2 separate regions of the Gossypium hirsutum genome follow, and region 2 is linked to region 1. A link is a contact called in public Hi-C data. All regions are on one chromosome and are shown on one strand. Each heading gives the region's core, a stretch centred on a gene start, on an enhancer-like site or on the middle of the called end of the contact. The rest is flanking DNA. Distances are from core to core; before and after follow the strand shown. Region 1 holds the start of LOC107922334 (cyclic nucleotide-gated ion channel 2-like). Region 2 has its middle 13 kb from the start of LOC121221099.

Evidence for each region. Hi-C and Micro-C count contacts between places; a contact is called where the count stands out from the background.
Region 2: a Hi-C map of leaf shows a contact between it and region 1, with 2.8 times the contacts expected there. The contact joins the enhancer-like site here to the promoter of LOC107922334 in region 1. A contact is called at or near these places in 2 of 34 Hi-C or Micro-C datasets (anther and leaf).

The regions. Positions count from the first base shown.
Region 1 is chrD09:2,716,655-2,721,504 of Gossypium_hirsutum_v2.1, reverse strand. It overlaps LOC107922334 (cyclic nucleotide-gated ion channel 2-like), which reads right to left and starts at 2,892. Exons shown (of 8, transcript NM_001327200.1): 1 at 2,861-2,892; 2 at 2,120-2,777; 3 at 639-854; 4 at 41-357. The coding sequence starts at 2,892.
Region 2 is chrD09:2,803,058-2,807,907 of Gossypium_hirsutum_v2.1, reverse strand. No RefSeq gene overlaps it. Among protein-coding and RNA genes, the nearest start is that of LOC121221099, 13 kb to the left of the region's middle. Within about 2 kb of position 2,762, at least 6 of the 9 cell types and tissues checked have an H3K27ac peak or open chromatin away from gene starts, as enhancers often do. A contact at or near this core is called in leaf, where this site is marked.

The DNA.
Region 1 (4,850 bases), core at 1,643-4,142:
AAAGGAGTAAAAAGGATATTAAGAGTGAAATGTGATTTACCTGAGAGACATTAAGCCCCAAAAGATGGGATAAAGGATCCTAACAGCAACAGAATTGCTAGAAACAACAGGGAGAGCCCACTGATATATCCCATAATTGAATGGTCCATGAACCTCTAAACATAAAGGTTTTCCAATAACGTTGGTTGAGTTACCACCACAAGTATTTCCTACTGCCTCAGCTGGAAATAAGAATTGGTAGCACACTTCCTCCGAGCACGACAATGAAAGCTTGCACTGCTTGTTTCTCGCGCATTGTTGCCGCAGACATGAGGCTACCCGTTGTATTGCAAGGACATACCAGCACCCTCCAGCAACCTGGGACCACTCCGCCAAAACCAACAAATTGCAATATCAACAAAAGGAAAATGAAGAACACATGAGTAAAGCCTTGAAGGCATTACCGCGATTTGGACATTTTTCCCCTATGTGCACTTACATTAAAGATGAAGCCTTGAAGGGTGTGAACGTATATTCAAAGAAGACAATACCTTAAATGCAAGTGCACGCGAGCCAAATCCCGGTGCAATAGAGCAGCACTAGAGAGAAGCCCTAGAACCTGATTGTTATAAAGTTTGTGAGAAAATGCAAAGACTTACGTGAGAGGCTATGAAGTAGGCAATGAGATTAAGGCCAAAACCCCACCAAATGGTGCCAAAGATGTAACCGGTGACCTTTTGCAGCCTTCTCATTAAGCAAATGATGTGGTAAACCTTTGGCAAGAATTGGAACAAGAAGATTAATAACAGTATTGTCATAATAATCTTGATCTGCTCTTCCCTTATTAATTTTGGTACAACTAACCAAAATACTGCCTGCAAAAAACCAAAAATCTCTCTGGTTATGCAGAAATAAAAATCATTTTACTCAACTTCTATTAGCTTTGGAATTATTCACAATAATTGTGTTAGAATTAGATTTTAAATTGAAAACTACTAGTCATAACATAAGTCCATTTGTAACTATAAAACAAAAGACATGGAAACAGGTAACATGTTCCGAGGACAAAAATATCCAACAAGGAAGAAACCTCTGGTGTCTGTCTATGAAGCAACTAAAGTAATTGTCAACACTCTCATTCAGTCATCGTACAATAGGGGGAAATGGCTTTCTAGCCTTTAGCTTTAAGATCACCATGAAAACTACATGGTAACAAGAAAAAGTAAGATTCAAAAGAGACCAAAACACAATGTTTATTTGGGGACCCACTTTATATTCTTAATATTTTGGGTTTATATATTAGTAGTTACTTAACTTTTGTCATCAAATTATAAAAAATTATAAAATGGTCACTCAACTATTAGTAATTTTTTTCACCCAACTGTGAAAAGTTACAAAATAATTACTCAACTATTCAATTTTGTCATTTTCTCTCACTTAACTATCTTAAATTTTTTAATATTTTTATTTTTATATTAATCAGCTAGTAAAAAATTAAAATTAAATACTTAGTGACCATTTTATAATGAAAAAAAAAACAATGATTGGGTTGGATAAAAAATTACTGCCAATCTTGTAGGAACCATCAATAACAAACTAAAAAAGAAGTAGCATATAAAAATTGGAAAGTTGTAAAATCTAGGATTGGGTATGATGATTTGTATGTAATAATTTTGCCTAAAGCTGGCAACAGTCTATTTCTTGCAGCACCATCAATGTTATGACAGTTTAGGTTTTGTTTTATCCTTTCTATTTCAGCCTGCAATTTTATTATTATTTTTGAATTAAATTAAAATTTTATTATTTTTAAAAGTAAAATTTTATAAATTATAAAAAATTAAATAAAAAAAAGAGGTTACAATCACAACCTAATATATATAACATTTAAAATTTCACATCTCGTAATTAAAGTAGTTATTATATATAAAAAAATAAGTTCACATGCGTGAACAACGTGATGACATATAGAAGGTTAATAGTTAAATTTAAATTTTAAAATATGAAAAAAATTACATTAAGTGAAAAACAAAATCAAATGATAATGATAATTTTGGATGAAATTGTTAAAAAATCCAAAAGAAGCGGTGAGGTCTGATTTTTAAGTTAATTCATATGTAAATAAGAGGTACGTAAAGGGAACCTGAGGAACCGGCAGAATCACAAAGACATCAAACCAGAAACCTTTGAGGGAACGAACGTAATGAGAAGCGATGGCACGTGCGTCCCACACGAGTTTACCACAACCGACGACCAGCGACTCCCTTGACACGTACGCCAGTCTGAACTGAAGCCAAAGATGGAACAAATGCACGGCGTCCACACACGTGCGGAGGACGGTTACGATGGCAGCGAGGCCCCCATCCATGTACAAACACGGCGACCCACCTCTTCCTATAGATAAAGCATAGAAAAACAAAGGATCAATGGCTAAAGCCATTGCACGAGCCAATAAGAAAGCCCGGTTCCAGTTTTGCACTCGCTTGGTCCTAGGATCAAGCACCCGACCGAACGGACCAGAAGGTCGCCGAGTATTAGGCGCGGCAGGCTGTTGAGTCTTCTTCTGTTTGGAGGCCGTACGAGCTTGAATTGGAACGAGGGAAGAACCAGCGGAGGCTTCCCATTCCGGTGGGTGAGCTTGGTCACAGCTGGTGGAGTGAAAAACTGGAACACCGACTTGAGTACAAGCGTAACATTCTACGGTGTAGGAAATTGGGTTTTCTTCATTGCCTTCGCCGCTAACACTACCATTATCAGATCTCTCTGGCATTGAGTTTGGAAGTTGAAAAAGTCCAAACCACCTGTGACAAGAACAACACAATTATAACGAAACCATTTTAGATTTTGATTTCAAAGAGAGATGAAAACTTGGAAAGAGTGAAACCTTGATAGGGAGAAGTTGGACTGAGGAGGCATGGTGAGAAAAGTGGAACCATGGGAGAGAAAGGAATTGGGCGAATGGAAGGAAAAGGAAGGAAGGAGGAATAGAAAAAGAGGGGTTGTTTGGGAAGGATGGGAGTTTTTGGAGGGATTAATAATGAGAGGGCTTTTGGGTGTCAGGTAGCACATGAAGAAAGAAGCCAAAACCAGGCACGGAACATGAAGGGTATGTGTGATCAGAATGCGAGTCTGTGGTGGGCTTGGTTCCACCCCCTTACGCCTCAACCATTGGGTCCACACCCATGCCCCATGACTCTAAAATAAACGTGCTTCGATCAACCATAACCACACCCTTGCCACTTGTCAATGTCGAATTTAAACCTCATTTTTACCCCCAATAATCTCACTTGTTACTGCCGTAAAGATATTATGGTTACTCGAAGTTAAATCGATAAAATTGTATTTTACTCATTTACTCAAAAAATGGATAAATTAGTTCTTATACGTTAGATTAAATAGCAAAATCGGTATGTTAAATTTCATTCATTTATACTATTAAAAATTGACATGGTTGATAAAATAATTAGAATTACACATGCCATTTTAATGTACAAGGGCTAGTCTTTAACAGTCGAAATGGATAAAACTTTTAACAGAAATACTTGTTTGCTCTTAAATCTAACGTAGAAGAACTAATTTACCTATTTTTTTCAGTAAAGAGAGCAAAATGCAACCAAACTCTTAGTACAAGAACTTCCATAGTACTTTTACCAAGTTAAATTGCATTTAGACTTCTCTACTTAAAAAATAGGTAAATTAATTCATCCACGTAAGATCAAAGAGCAAACTAATCATTCTGTTAAAATTTTCATCCATTTTTCCTATTAAAAATTAGTCTCAGTACTATTAACTCGTGACCAACATCTACCTCCTTAATGGGCCTACAGAATGCAGAAAATTAGTTATTGGGCTCGCTTCAATAGATATCTTAAGAAATTCGCTTCAGTAAATACCTTAAGAAATCAAAAAAATTGGTCTTAATACTTTGGCACAATCCATGTAACTATCTAGTTATTTTGTCAATAATATCAGTTTTTAATAATGGAAATGGATGAAATTTTTAATTGAAATGATCAGTTTGATATTTAAACTAGCAAAAACAGGTTAATTTGCCTATTTATTTTAGTAGTAAAAAGACAATATATAATCTAACTTCTAACACAGAAATCATACTTATCGCAATGAATTGTCCCCTTCCTCTTGCTTATTTATATATACTAGAGATATTTTTTGGTTGTATGATGATAATGTAATTACAACTTTGTAACAAAATTAAAATAAAATAATGGACGATAATTTGTTGTATGAAGTTCATTAGTCTTAGATGGGTGGAAAAATGGTCCCAACCTGAGGACAATAGTCCATATGGCACATGGTGGGTCTATTGTTTGAGAATGAGGAATGATAATAGACGGTACGTGGTCGGAGATTGCCTTACTTTTTTGTATTATTTTTGTATAATTGTATTGATTGTTATGGATGTATATCTATTATACAATCACTCTACACTCTTCTATTTGACGCGTAATCATAAATTCTTATTGTATCTATTATTTTTAATAAAATATTTAGATATATTCATAGTCACTCTCAAACCCTTAAATAGAAGGATAATACGCTTCAGCGCACTCGAACCTACATCCTCTTACACTGGCAATAATGTTAATACCAATCAAGCTAAGACTCAATCGACTATAAATATATATTCTTATTATAAAATATCTCCATTCACTCATATCATAGGTGTGATGAAATTTATTATTTATAATTTATTTATAAACATAAATTTTCAAATATATAATTAATTAGTATACCTTTAATATAAATATGTATAATATAGTATATATAATATATATATACTACTAACAAGTTTAAATTTTTGAGACAATATTATTGGGAGAGACAATCACAAATCCTAAATATAATTATTTTGT
Region 2 (4,850 bases), core at 1,513-4,012, 87 kb before region 1:
TTCGTTACTCCCCTTTTTAAAGTTCAATTTGAATAAATGACTTGATTTTTATGAAATTTGGAGACAAAGATTTGAGAGTAAAAAAAAATTGGTCACATGATGTTGGCATTAAAAGATTAGTCATAAAAATAATAAACCAAATACCAATAATTTACCTTTCTCTTATCTTCCCCTTTTTATTATATCAAAAATCAACAAATAAAGCTTGAGAGAGAGACTTTGTTAGCCCAATAAAAGAAATTGAAAAATTGGAAAGCAAAGAACTAACATAAATATATACCAAAATAAAATTTCAAGGATCTACAAACAAGATACCAAAATAAACATTAAGTTCTAACATAGAAATAGGAAAATGTGCCATGAAAATGAGTAAAATGCATGAGAAAAAAAATATGTACTCTAGTCTTCTTGAGGTGGAGGAGTAGGAGAGAATTGAGACATTAAATATGCAATATTTTCCTACATCCTAGACATCCTAGAGTCTAGACTACTAACATTGTTATTAACTCGTTCAAACACATCATCTACTCGAGTACGAAAACCTCTAAACTCCTCACTCAATGAAGTAATAGCACTAAGGATGGTGGAAAACATGTCGTCAGAGAGAGTTGGAGTAGATGGTTGAGCGGATGAAGAAGCCGGTGGAGGGTCCTGCTCGGAAGGAGGAATATCATCATGGTCTTCTTCAAGGTCTTCATCATCAACATCTTGAGGATTAGGATAATCATCCTTAACCCAATTTCTGGTAAAAGGATCCATTTTAAAACCAGCTCGATGAAGGGAAGTAAAGCTAATAGGTTGATATTTAATGACCAATGGAGGGTCGATGTTGGTTGGGATGTTTAGGCGTTCAAAAATATATAACAAGTACGTGCCAAAAGGTAAAGAGAGCTGACTAGAGAGCTCCTTGCCAATACGCTTGGTAATGTCATTAAATAAAATTAAAGTAAGATCCGGGCGCCTATTTCTATGAAAACAATCAATTCACCAATAGTCAATAGATCAAAAAATGATGTGTTTTGAAATAGGATGCAATATCCATGTGATTATAAAATGCAAAACGCGATCATGGACATTGAGCTCGGATGCTTACGAGCGTCGAACGTTTAAGGCCGGATAGTAAGGGCCTTTCTCATTTGACTCACTATCGGGAGGAAGTTTAAAAAATTTACCAAAGTTTTCCAAAATGAGACGAAGAGGAGTATTCATGAGGAAATAATTAATAGCAACCACAGTCTCATCAGATTCATCATGTTCGAGCCTAGCATTTGAATAAAATGCTCAAACAAGATTAGCATGCATTGGTGAACGAATTTTAAAAAAGATGAGCCAATGCCATTAGACTAATGTTTGAAGAAATTGAAATTTGATTTTGGATAAAAATTTAAAATCAAGTGTGCGAGTAACATTAACTTTGCGTTTTGAAAAATATTGATCAAACAGATAAGTATCATTGTATTTTCTAAAACAATCATTGAAAGAAATGGTTTTGCCACTAGATGAATCCATAGGACTGAAATGAGGATGTTTCCTAATAGACATTCTAACTAACTAGACTAGAGAGACACTATTTGCACTTAAAATTCTGGTTGGGGAATTTTATCGAACACCTTGTATGCAAAGGGTTTAAAGAAAAGTTTTAAGATTTTGGCTAAGCTTAGGCAACCTCCTGCAAGAAAACATAATGTATATGTTCCAAATAAACCAAAAACATAATTTGCAACCAAGAATTTGACAGAAATTCCACAAAATTCGAAATGGGAAAAATAAATTTTTTACCTTGAAATTGCTTAAAAATTGTGAAATTTGAGAGCAAACTTGTTGAATCCTTGTAAGAAAAGACAATATAGGTTGTTTTGTGTCAAGATTTTAAAGAAAAAAAAATGAAGTATAAAGGAATTTTGAAGTTAGGGTTAAAGGCCTTTTTGAAACAAGAGCAGAAAATTTTAGGGGTTTCTTAAATTGTTTGAAAACACGCTGCATGAGTTTTTAAAACCTGATGAGTATCAATATTTTTTAAATGAGTATTGATATTTTAAAAAACGTGTATGTGTGCATTATTTTTGTGAGCAATCAAAAGAGTCTCTTGAATTGCGAAGTTAAATTTTCGAGGGGGAAATTTAGTGGGAGAATGATCTAGTTTTTGTACAACGGTGAGATTGCTAAATTGGTGAGTGTTAGACTAGTATTAGGACTTAAGCCATTGGTTGTACTGTGAAAAAGATAGTGGATCATTGCTCAAGGTAAGGCTTCGTAGATACAAACTGAAGTCAAATTGCGTAAAAAATCTCGGTGTTCTTTATTTTCTACGCACTTTTAGTTTTATGGTTGAAATTGTGGTCACAGTTCCAAGCATTATTTTAGTCACAATTTCTATTTTGTAAAGCAAGAACCACCTCGTTTCTACAAAGAAAATCGGTCAATTTAAGAACAAGTATTTTGTAGTATTCATGTTTTTCATATATTTTAAACTAATAATATAAAAATAATTATAATTAATTTTATCATATCTTTTAAAAGTTATACTTAAAAAACAACATAATATATTATTAATTAATAAAATTATAAAAATATGAAATCATTTCATATAATTAAATAAATTAAGAAATAATAACAATCCAAAATTTTTAATTACATTACTATAATATGTATATATAAATATGATAATAATTAATAAAGGTAACTACGGACTCGGGGCAGGGGTATATTTCGCCCCTTGTGACCTCTATCCGTGGACTTTTGCGAAGGGGTTGGGACTTGGGAGGTGGAAATCAAGCATGTGTTGTGTTGATCCCTTGGCTAGTTTGGCGTTGAGTTGGCCACTTGATCTTCATTTGCTCGAGGAGTCGCCATCATCTCTGAATCAGCTGCTGTTTGAAGATACAATGGGGCCATTGTTCCAAGGCTTCGTCCTGTGAGTGCTTAGGTTATGCCTACTTCTTTCTAAATTTGTAATTAATAAAAATTAAATGTGTTAGATTAATATTATATATAAAGATAATATCGATTTATTGGTAATCCAATCTATAATGTATTTATTTATTCTTAATTTATCTGTAAAAAAAATCTACTTTATAATTAAATATTAAATTTTTTTATAAATACTAATTGCATCTAATCAAATTAATTTGATTTAACACAAATATCAACTCAACAAATAGTATGACTCGTATCTATTCGAGGAATTAAGATAAAGAAAATTGATCAATTAAAATTTAATATTTTGTATTATCTATATTTCTCAAAATTTTTAAATCAATAATATAATATATATTTATAATTATTTTTAAAAATGTTTCTATTAAATCTTGAATTTAGAATTACGTTCATAACAAATTATTAATATAAAATAATTATAATTATAATTATAATTATAATTAATAATGTTTCCATTATTAATGCTATGATTATTAAAATTATCATTCATTAAACTTTGTATCCGTTTTAATTACACCTATTATTTTAGATTAATTAGTACTTAATTAGTGTTACAATTACAAATAAATTAAAATTAATATTTAGCACTATAAATATATGCATTATCAAGACATATATATATAGAATATGGATATTGTTTGAATTTTATTATTTGAGATGTTTAGTTATTATTATTTGATATTTGATAGCACGGACGAAGTTAGGAATTTTTTTTAAAGGGCCGAAATTAAATTGTAGTTTTTAAGATAGTAAAAATACAATTTCACCATTTTAATATCCTCTATATCTTTATAATTTTTAAAGGCAAAATATTATGTCAAAGGCAATGAAGTATTAAAGTAATGGTAAATTGTAGTTAAAATTTTGACTCATATTTGAATAATAAGTTACTTTATCTAATTACTTAATTTTTTTATTATTGGTTGTTTTTCACTTTTTTATTTTCATTACTTATAAAATGTTATTTTATTCTCTCAATTTTGTTTCAAAATTAATAGAGTTTTATTACAAATTAGATCTATTCTCATTTAATTAAATTGTAATAACTAAATTAATATTTTAAAATTAAAATAAAAATTCATTATTAATACAAGAGATAATGTCACATTTCGTACATGCACTTTCATAACATGTCCAATGTGGTATCTAAACTATGAATATGTGTTTTATTATAGTACCTGTATTTTCATAAAATGTCCAATATGGTACCTAAACTATCAATATGTGTTTTATTATGTTACCTAGTGTTAACAACATTAGTGAATTGCTAAACTAACCAATGAAAATTAGACATATAAGTTTTTTTTCTCTCCAAATTATCAAGCCCACATCGATAATATAACATTATATAAAAAACTAAATATAACAAAAAATAAAATAAAATTAAAAATAAATAATTAACCATATGGTTAATAATAACGAAGTAAATGCTAAATTTATATGTGCAAAAACGTCAATCTTCTCCATTTAAGCAAATGTTCATCTTCTCCAAAGAGTTTTCTATTTGAAACAATATTTTTAATTAGTTTTTTTAAATAATATTTTTTATTTTCCATCAAAGTACATGTACTTTCATGTAAGTTTAGGATTTACTTCTTTTCTATTAACTATATGTTTAGTTATTTATTTTTTAATTTAATTGGATTTTTTTTTGTTTTAGTTAGTTTTTCACACAATGTTTTTTAATTTAGTTTAATTGGACTTTACGATTTGGAAAAAAAAAAAATTCTACGTGTCAAATTTTTATTGGTTGATTTAGCAATTCACTAATAGTGTTAACACCATGTACCATAATAAAATACATATTGATAGTTTAGGTACCACATTGGACATTTTCAAAGTATAGATACCACATCAAACATTTTATGAAAGTATAGGAACGAAATGTGACACTATCCCTATTTTTTATAATT